Linked DNA regions of Ovis aries: region 1 is linked to region 2. Evidence: chromatin contacts called from public Hi-C data. All regions are on one chromosome and are shown on one strand. The core of a region is the stretch at or near the end of the contact, and the rest is flanking DNA. Distances in the headings are between cores, read along the strand shown. Region 1 has its middle 29 kb from the start of FOXJ2. Region 2 has its middle 37 kb from the start of GDF3.

The links. Hi-C and Micro-C count contacts between places; a contact is called where the count stands out from the background.
Region 1: a Hi-C map of hypothalamus shows a contact between it and region 2, with 5 times the contacts expected there. The contact joins two enhancer-like sites. A contact is called at or near these places in 8 of 16 Hi-C or Micro-C datasets (blood, hypothalamus, liver and 3 more).

What each region holds. Positions count from the first base shown.
Region 1 is chr3:207,117,596-207,122,893 of ARS-UI_Ramb_v3.0, reverse strand. No RefSeq gene overlaps it. Among named protein-coding and RNA genes, the nearest start is that of FOXJ2, 29 kb to the left of the region's middle. Within about 2 kb of position 3,048, at least 39 of the 54 cell types and tissues checked have an H3K27ac peak or open chromatin away from gene starts, as enhancers often do.
Region 2 is chr3:206,960,261-206,965,866 of ARS-UI_Ramb_v3.0, reverse strand. No RefSeq gene overlaps it. Among named protein-coding and RNA genes, the nearest start is that of GDF3, 37 kb to the right of the region's middle. Within about 2 kb of position 2,981, at least 1 of the 54 cell types and tissues checked has an H3K27ac peak or open chromatin away from gene starts, as enhancers often do.

The DNA.
Region 1 (5,298 bases), core at 1,799-4,298, 160 kb before region 2:
AGTGATAAAAAAAAAAAATTTTTTTTAAAAAAAGGACCTGCCTGGTGTTCTAGTGGTTAAGACTCCACTTTCCAATGCAAGGCACAAGGGTTCAATCCCTGGTTGGGACACTAAGGTTCCACATGCCTCAGGATGCAGTCAAAAATTTTTTAAAGAGAGAGTGATGAGTGTTGTCATGTTTTTGAGCGGTCAAGTCAGGATAGAGAATTGAGCCTTGAATTTGATAAGATAGAGTCTGCTGATGACCTTGACAGGAGTAGTTCAAATAGCAGGAGGGACAAAAACATTGAACCTAATCGCAAATGGGCTTCCCTGGTGACTCAGATGGTAAAGAATCTGCCTGCAGTGCAGGAAACCTGGGTGGGGAAGATCCCCTGGAGGAGGGCATGGCAACCCACTCCAGTATTGCCTGGAGAATCCCATGGACAGAGGAACTGGTGGGCTGCAGTCCATGGAATCGTAAAGAGTTGGACACAACTAAGCAACTAACACTTTCACTTCACTCACAATAGTATTTTTAAAGTCATCACTAACATAATATTACATAAAAGTCACTTTTGATAGTGGTTTAAGGAATCGGTGGAATTTACTTTAAAGGGAGCACAGATGCAGGGCGCTTGTCTTGAAAAGGAACTTAAGGTCCAGAAAATAATTATTTCTGTCATTACTATGAAGGAATGTATGATAAGAATTTTATACGGTCAATTTATATTGAGAATTAACCAGGTGGAGTTGGGTTCAGATGATCCTAATTTTGTTGCTGCTGCTAAGTTGCTTCAGTGCAACCCCATAGATGGCAGCCCACCAGGCTCCCCCGTCCCTGGGATTCTCCAGGCAAGAACACTGGAGTGGGTTGCCATTTCCTTCTCCTAACTTTGTTAGCACCCTCCAAAGCATCACAGTCAAGAGCCAGTTGGACTTCTCTCCATCAGACCTGATCACAATGTTGACCTTGGCCATGACATGCCTATTTGATCTGGTGCTTGTTGGCCTTGACCCCAGAGTGAACACAAGTATATTGTTGTCTTCTTCATGGATCACCCAGGTCAGCAGGCCTTGATGGTGGCACAGGGTCAGGCCTCCTCCTCCTGGGAGTGCTCTTCCAGGGGTGTTGGGCTGCCTTCAGAGGCAGATGTAGATGTCTTTCAGCACCGCTTCCCTCGCTTTCAGCACCATCTTTATGAAAAAGGCAAGAATCTTTAAAATGGACACCTTGATACCCACCCTGCTTGAGAAATAGAATCTCGTATGTATTGTAAGAGTCTGCCAACATCTCACCTTCTCAGAAGCATCTACTTTTTTGAAGTCTGTCTTTATCTAAAGGAGAGTGTTGTTAAGGGATATGATGGTATTGATCTAGTAGAAAGGGAAATGAGATGATATAAGGGAAATGTGTTTAGGATGAAATTCTTGAGTAAGGTGAGAGGGAAAGGAGTCAGTTCTGTGGTGGAGGGACCAGCCTTAGCCGATGGGTGGTTGTTGTCCAGTCGCTCAGTCGTGTCCCACTCTGTGCGACTCCACAGACTGTAGCCCCCCAGGCTCCTCTGTGCATGGGATTCTCCAGGCAAGAATACTGGAGTGGGTTGCCATTTCCTTCTCCAGGGGATCTTCCTGAGCCGGGGAGCAGGAGACAGTTCATCCATTTCAACAAGAAGCAAGCTGAGAGTGTGGATACTGATTCAGGTAGATTTGATAATGAATTAGAATGGTGAGAAATTTCTTTCGTTTTTCAAAGAAATAAGAAATGAGATTATCAACTCAGTGTGAAAAAGGACAAGGAGATCTTGGAAATTTGAGGTGGGAGGAAAAGGTGTGAAATTGTTATACAATAGGGAGTGAATTTGGGAAAATAAAGCTTTGCAGAGCAGTTCCGAGAGCTCACTTGAGATTATCATCTAATTCAATGTGATACCAGTTAGCATGGTTGCAGGTTTTTCTCCAGTTATATTTATTTAGTTAGTGAATGCAAGCAAGCAGAGTAACTAGAGTTGGATTTAACCAAGGGTTGGGGTTTTACCCAGGAATATAACAGGAGGGAGAAAAGTGTTAAGGAGTTGCAAGTTTTTGCAAAGTAGTGCTTATAGTGATGAATCTAACCATTTAAGTTAGGGGATATGGAAAGTAAAAATAGAAGGGTGATGAAGTGAAAATTTAATAGAGTTAATAACTTAGAGATCCTGCTCCTATTAAGAAATGGTTAAAGGAGAATTCCCTGACCATCCAGTGGTTAAAACTGCCTTTCAAAGCAGGGGGTGCGGGTTTGATCAGGGAGCTAATAAGATCCCACATGCCTCATGGCCAAAACACGAGATCAGAAGCACTATCAATTTCAAGAAAGACTTTAAAAATGGTCCACATTAAAAAAAAAAAAAAATTGTTGGAGAGGCCATGATCAGTGTGAGATTCAAGAAACAGAGGTTTGGGAAGAAAAGCATTTATTTTTAATGACTCAGGCTAGGGTGTCACCATGAAAATGAGTGCGAGGTGGACTGGAAAATAGGATGATTGGAAATGAGCGGACAAGGAACTGAGGCCAACACAGGGCTGAACTGTTTCCAGGGATGACGCAGCCGCTAGGAATGATGACAGCAGGCGTTGTGTAACCAGGAGAATGAGTCAGGTTTTCAGATTTCCAGGGAATGAAGGGAAGTGGCCCAGGGGATCACAGACTGCAATATCCTGATGGCACACACTTCAGAGGCCCCGAGTCTTTGAAGGACTAGAGGAAGAGAAAGAGTTGGGATTAGGCAGTGTGGCTCTCCAGGCCTTCCAGTGAAACAGCTGAACCCACGCTGAGACTTGTAGAGGAGTGGGGTCCTCTTCCTTGGAAGATCAAAAAAAAGAAATGACGTTTACGCTGGACTTTGAAAGATGGAATGAATTTTGAGAGAAAAAGACGTGGAAAGATGTTTCCGAACAGAGATAAGGCCATGACCCCAGCGGAGGGAGCTAACGCTGGCGGTTCCGCCCTGGTGCCCCTGCCAAACGCCCGGGGTCGCCCCAGTCGCCTGGTAAACCGTCGGCCGCTAGGTGGCAGTGTGTGCCTTTGGGGCACCCTCCCTGCTCTTGTGGGTTTACAGGAGGTGGAAATGAGAATCCAGCCGAGATGAGCTAATGATGGGTTGGTGTATTTAGTCAGGCTCGAGTGTGTGGTCCTAGAAGTGAATTGGCAGCGCCCGCAAAAGAAAAGAATAAACTTGAGAACGCTTAGGCGAAAGATCAGGCAGAAGGTTAAAGGAACGGATGGGCTTTGATGTGATATAAGAATCAGAGAAAGGCAGAGACTTGGGCAGGGGTGTGTGCGCCCGAGCAACATGGAAGGAGAGACAGATACAGTAATCTCCGTTTTGGCTTGTTTACTCAGAAAATAATTTTGAAAAACTATACAACCTGTCCCCTGCCCCCCCCATCTACCCCTCCCCCTCACACACACTCATTTTTAAGTTGATATCTAAAATGTTTTAATTACTTTCCGGGATTAGTTTCTGCTGTCTCGATGGGTTTCAGGGCTATTGTTAGCCTTTCTGGTACCTTTGTGCAGATTGAGAAAAGGGGTGCCTGGTGGGGGTGGGGGGAAGCGGAATGGGCAGTTTTCTAGGGACCCTCCCTCTGTGCAGAGAAAACATGCCCCTCCCTCTGGTTGAGGAGCAGAGCTAGCCTGTAATTGCGGCTGTATTTCAGGCTCCCCTTGCCCCTAAATTACAACCATACATGGGTCTTCCCTGGCGGTCCAGTGGTTAAGACTTCACCTTCCAATGTAGGGGCTGTGGGTTTGATCCCTGGTTAGGGAACGAAGATCCCACATGCCTTGCGGTCAAAAAGCCAAAACATAAAATAGAAGCAATATTGTAACACATTCAGTAAAGACTTTAAAAATGGTCCACATCAAAGAGGGGAAAAAAAAACAAAAACAAAAACAAAACACCACTTTTAAGAGCTTCCCTGGTGGCTCAGTGGTAAAGAATCAGCCTGCCAATGCTGAAGTTCCCCATGTGCCACAACTAGTGAGCTTGTGCTCTACCGCCAGAGAAGTGCAGCTGCTGAAGCCGGCAAACCGTAGAGCTTGTGCACCAACTAGAGAGTGGCCTCCACTTACTGCAACTAGAGAAAAGCCCCCACAGCAATGACCCAGCAGAGACAAAAATCAGAAAGGTAAAAAATAATCCTTTAAAAATAAAGATTTTTTTAAAATAAGAAATTACAACCATATATGTGGGTTCCTGTAGAGTTTTTTAAACCTTTGATTACAAACATAACTCATTCCATATGTAGAATTATCAACTGCGTGACAAAGCCATTGTCCTTGGGCAAGCCAGTAAGCCAAATCATACTTGGTTTGTGTCAGAAAAATTCTGACTTTATTTCAAATAAAAATGTTAACTTCTGTCTTTGTACCAACCATCTTCTCAATTCAGACAGATGTTCTGGAACTTTGCTGAGGGTTTTTTTTTTTTTTTTTTAACCAGTTGATGCTTCTAAAACTCTAGCATGTTTAGGAGTCACTTGGAAGGCTTGGTGTTACTACGAGTTTTTTGGTCCCTACCTTTCAGAGAGTCTGACCCAGCAAGTCTGGAGTGGAACTGTCAGTTTTCACACCTAACAAGCCCCTAGGAGATGCTAAAGTCACCCATCCATGGATGGTCACCCTCTGAATATCACTGGGAAGACGCTTCCCCCTCTAATCATTCCCATTAATGCCATATTGACTATCAGAGCTCTATCTCTCAGGAACTACGCACTCTTAAATTGTGCCTGTTGCACCGTAGTAAAAACTTAAGATGGGTTAGAGATAACCTTTTTTTTTTTTTTTTTTTTTTTACAAAGTAGGAGAAAGCAGTGGAAAGGAAGATGAGAAAGAAAAAAGGGTCAACCAGGCATATTCTTAAGAAAAACAATTTTAGAAAACTCATAAAGCTGAAGTCTTGGAAAATTATTTTGATCAAAAATGGGTGGAGAAGAAAGGGAGGGATGACTAGGTGGAGCATAGAGGATTTCTGAGGCAGTGAAAGAACACTGTGTGACCAGCATGCTAGATCTGAGTCGTTATACGTTTGTCCCAGCACATAGACTGTACGCCACCAAGAGTAAACGCTAATGGAAGCTATGTAGGCTTATCCACTGTAAGCAGTGTACCATTCTGGTGGGGGTGTTGATAATGTATTTTTTTAAAAGCCCAGTTTGAAGCCTACTGTAGTAAAATTGTGTGTGAAATATGACTAATTAATTACAACTTTTTTTTTTAAGTCTGTGTATTTCATGTTATTAGGCTGATGTCTTAACAAAGAGCATTTACGGACT
Region 2 (5,606 bases), core at 1,732-4,231:
CTTGAATGCCAGCAACTGGGAGGTCGGGGGAGGCTATGCCTGTCCAAAGGCCAACTACTCCCACTGAGAATCAGTGGGCTAGAACTTTTATAGGCTGAGGGAGGGGGCTACAAGCAGAAACAGCACTGTCAGCTCTGACAGTCATCTTGAAATTGGTCACTGGGAGTCTAACCAGCATCATCCGGATTGTTCCAGGTATAGTTAATCTTCAGTTCCATGATCAGTTTATTCCCATTTCCTTGAGGCCAGTTCTCAGAATTGTGGCCGCTTATGTCACGGCTATGGTCTGGTCATCATGTAATTAATTTCTCCACTTGGGGTTTCAGAATCTGTAACACAGCTCACAGGATATAGCTCAGAATATTATTTATAGCCCTCAAGGCGGAACTAAAGGTTCTTGACTATGATTAATAACTAAACTTATTATTAGCTTTTCTTTGACTATTTTCCTTCATTTCTGCATTTTCTCACTACTCTGATTAACCTTACTCTTTGGCTAAAGTTTTTGCACAGACAAAGGGAGGCAGAGGATGTGGGGTGGGAAATCCTGCTCCATTTCGGTTCCAGTTTCTCCACTTTCTAGCTATGTCACTGAGGTCAAACCTTGAGTTTTTCTAAGATCGTTTCCACATCTGTATATCAGGCATCATAATATTTACTGCAGAAACTGTTACATATGAAAAGGCCATGAATTATTTTTTTTTAACTCATTCTAGACTCACTACTAGAATCTATTCTTTATCAAATGACTCATATTTTAAACAAAAACAAACACAAACAGGCAAAAAAGCAACGGATGTTTTGTTTCCAGTCAGGACCAGAGAATTAAGATTACCTCCCACGGCCATCACTTTGTACTTAGCTTTTGTCGGAAGTATGTATGTTGGTGGTCCCTATAATCAGATCACATACCACAATTCTGTTAACAATGAGTGAAGTGACAAGACGGAGGGTCATAAAGTGAAACCCGAATGACTCTTTTAGGCGCATGCTCAGTCACTCAGTCGTGTCTGATTATCTGCAACCTCATGGACTGTAGCCCACCAGGCTCCTCTGTCCATGGGATTTTCCAGGCAAGAATGATGGAGTTGGGTTGCCATTTTATTCTCCAGGGGATCTTCCCGACCCAGGGATCTTCTGGATAGAGGGGTCGAACCTGCGTCTCTTGTGTCTCCTGCATTTATACCACTACACCAAACAGGAAGCCCTATCTATATCTTGCAGTCTTACCCAATCAAACACAGGAATTTGGTCAGAGGATGGTTTTTCTTTCTCTTAAGGCAGATATTTTCATTCTCTTCTGCATAGTTTAGCACTCATCCCAAAGATAGTTTGGTGGAAAACATTTTGCCTTAATTAAAAATCATATTTTCCCTTGGTCATTTGAGCGTCTCTGCTGCCTCCTTTCCTGCCTGTGGACAGGCTTCCTGGTAAACATCTTTGTGTTTCTCTTAGAGAGAAGTCAGAGATGACTTCTAGTCACAGATATCTCAGGCATGAAGAAGTCTTCACTTTTAAGTTCTCTCTGGGTGCAAATCCTGAAACCTAAATAAAAGCCCTGCTTCTCTGCAGTAGCCACAGCTTAGCTGGCCTTTCAATTTCTGCTAGATTAGACGCAGTGGAGTCAGGATTGCCAGTTTCATTCACGAAGGTCTTTTTATTTATTTTGGCCATGCCCTAAGGCATTTGGGGATCTTGGTTCCCTGACCAAGGATAGAACCTGTGGCACCAGCATTGAACATGGGGAATCCTAACCACTGGACCACCAGAAGTCCCTACCGTCCTCTTTTCAGTTCACCATAGAAGGATCTCTAAGACTCATTTAGCTTTTTACTCTCTCAGTTCAGTCGACATTAATTCAGTTCAGTTCAATTCAGTCGCTCAGTCGCCTCTGACTCTTTACGACCCTGTGGACTGCAGCACGCTAGGCTTCCTATCCATCACCAACTCCTGGGACCTACTCAAACTCATGTCCATTGAGTCGGTGATGCCATCCAACCATCTCATCTTCTGTTGTCTCCTTATCCTCCCGCCTTCAATTTTTCCCAGCATCAGGGTCTTTTCCAATGAGTCAGTTCTTCGCATCAGGTGGCCAAAGTATTGGAGTTTCAGCTCCAGCATCAGTCCTTCCGATGAATATTCAGGACTGATCTCCTTTAGGATTGACTGGTTGGATCTCCTTGCAGTCCAAGGGACTCTAAAGAGTCTTCTCCAACACCACAGTTCAAAAGCATCAGCTCTTCGGCGCTCAGCTTTGTTTACAGTCCAACTCTCAACTTTTACGCTCTAGCCTGTGGTATATGTCCACGGGGTCGCAAAGAGTTGGACACGACTGAGCGACTTCACGTCTTTCACTTTCTGTGGTGTATGTCCCGATGGCGCCATCTGCTGCCACGAAGAGGAATAGAACTTCATCGTTCACACTTTAGAATGGCAATGCAAAGGTGATGGTGATTAAAAACTAGCTGCCTTCTGCTGCTGCTGTTTAATAAAAATCTTTCTGGACTGAAGCATTCATGAGTGGCATTGGTGGCTCAGTGTTTGTTTGCTTATATTTTAAGTCTGCAGCTGCTGTTATAGTGCATGCGTGGTCAGTCGTGTCCGACTCTTTGCGACCCCACAGACTGTGGGGTCCTCTGTCCATGGGATTTTCCCAGACAAGAACACTGGAGTGGGTTGCCATTTTCTTCTCCAATATTAATAGTACTCCAACCTATTTTCTTTTTCCCTCATGACAAGGTTTTACTTAGAATCAATTAAAAACATGTATGTAGGGACTTTCCTCCTGGTCTAGTGGTTGGGACTCTTCACTTTCACTGCTGAGGGCGAGGATTCAGTCCCTGGTCGAGGAACTAAGATCCCTGCAAGTCTAACAGCCAAAGACACACACACACAAATCAGAATAAGCAAACAAAGAAACATATATGTAGGCTAATGGGCCACAGTGGCAGCAGTGGGCAGTGGCGTTCACATGGTTGACCATTCCTCAGCGTGTCTGCCACCAGTGTCCATGTCCCCACCTCACCCGCCTCTAGGAGACTCTCCAAGACCAGCAGCTGGAGACTGAGAAAGTCAAGATTAGGATGCCGGGAGAGTCAGTGCTTGATAAGAGTTCTAGCTAGCAGTCAGCTGTCTTCTCACTCTATGGTCACATGGAGGAGCAAGGGAGCTCCCTGCAGTCTCTTTTATAACAGTACTAATCTCATGGAGAAGGAAATGGCAACCCACTCCAGTATTCTTGCTTGGAGAATCCCATGGACGGAGAAGCCTGGTGGGCTACAGTCCACGGGGTTGCAAAGAGTCGGATACAACTGAGCGACTTCACTCACTCACTCACTCACTCACTCACTCAATCTCATTCAGGAGGCTCCATCCTCATGACCTATTCACCTCCCAGAGGCCCCACTTCCAAATACTATCATTCGGGGGATTCGATTTCAGCATATGAATTTGGGGGGCACACACAATCTGCAGCAAGGAGGGTGTGTGTTTTGTTCATTTGTGTGGCCCCATTACAACACACTATGCCTGACATATGATAGATGTTCAGTTCATATTCACTGAATTTGAGGAATGAATGCATCCATGAATGAATTTGTTAATAAAGGAATAAATGGCTCTGAAACATACATATATAATTTTTCAAAAATATATTTTGCTTCAGACACCATTGGTATCTTGTGATTTCCCGGAACTCTTTCATTTTTATATGAGTTTTCAATTATATTTTTTTCTCAGCTTTTATAGAGATTGAATTGAGGTATAACATTGTGTAAGTTTAGAGTGTGATGATTCAATACATGTATATATTGCAAAATGTTTTCCATAATAAGATTAGTTCTATCCTTCACCTCCATAATTAACTTTTTTTTGGAAAGCCCGTTTATTTCTTTAAAACTTTTTGGCACAGCTTGTGGGATCTTACTTCCCCAAGCCCTTGGCAGCCAGAAAACAGAGTCCTAACCACTAGCCCACCAGGGAACTCCCTTGTTGCTGTTGTTACAATAAGAGCAGTAAACTCTCCCCGTGGAGCAGCCTTCAAGTATATAATGGAGTGTTTAACTATAGTCACCATGCTGTTCAGCAGATTCTCAAAACTTATTCATCTTATAACTTGAAGTTTGTATCCTTGACCAACATCCCATATTCCCTACCTCTCCCCACCTAGCCCCTGGCAACACTGTTCCACTCTATTAGTTTAATGTTTTAGATTTCACATGTAAGTGAGATTATTCAGTGTTTGTCTTTCTCTGACATTTCATTTCGCATAATATCCTCAAAGTTCATATTGTTGCAATGGCAGAATTTCTTTCTTCTTTCTGACTGAATAATATTCCATTGTGTATATGTGTGTGTATCATTTTTTTCTTTTTCTTTTGGCTGCACTGAGTCTTTGTTGTGGCACTTGTGTTTCTCTGGTTGTGGTGCAAGGGATCAAACCCATGTCCCCTGCGTTGGAAGGCAAGTTCTTAATCACTGGACCACGAGGGAAGTTCCAAGTATCATATCTTCTTTATCCATTCAACCATCAACGGACGTTTAGGTTGTTTCCATGTCTTAGCTATTGTGAATAGTGCTGCAATTAACATAGGGGTACAGCTAGCTCTTGGAGACACTGATTTTATTTCTTTTGAATATACCTAGAAGTGCAATTACTAGATCACATGGTAGCTCTATTTTTAATTTTTTGAGGAACTCCCAACCTGTTTTCCATACTGGCTGTACTGATTTTCATTCTTACCAGCACTGTACCGTGGTCCCTTTTCTCTATATCCTCACCAGTGTTTGTTATCTCTTTTCTTTTTGATAATAGTCATCCTATTGTGTGAGGTTCTCTTATATGTTTTAAGCTTACAAAATGAATGTAATTGTCATGTGTTTTTATTCATAAAAGCTGGATTTGTGCCTTATCTTTTAAAAAGAATATATATTTAAAGATTTTCTGGAGTTTCATCAATTTTATAAGTTCTTTTAATGAACCAATTTTTAACTCCATTGATTTTCTTTATTGGCTTGCCATTTCCTGAATTTCCTTAAAATTTTCTTTATAAAATTATGTGTTTGTGATTTTAAAAATAACATAAAATTCACCATTTTAACTATAACTAACTTTAAAGTTTGACTAACTTTAAGTGTTCAGTTCAGCAGTACTGAGTATATTCACATTATTGTGGCTCCAATCTATTTCTAACCCTAGTATCAAAGTATTCTCTTTGGGTCAGTGCAGTCTCTGCAGTGTTCCTCACTAAATCGTCAGAATCATCACAAAAGTGAAAAGTTCAAAGTTTATTCCCATGAGGATTGAGCAGCTATTTCACTGATGGGAATCAGCGAGTCCCGGGACACTGTTTCACTCCTCCTGTCCCAATCACATGGAATGTGCCAGGTTTGTTTCCATCATTTCTATTTTTATTTTTATTGTGGAGGGAACATTGCGTGGTTTTAAATATACTCTCACTCAGAAGCAAAAAAACCTGTCCCCTCCTGTGTGTAGATTTCTTAAGAGTGGTAGCATTTACATTTACCAGCTTGTAATTGATGTCTCGAGCATAAAGTTTGCATCCGCTTTTAAGTAAATGTATTTCATTTCCTTGTAGAAAGTTTGG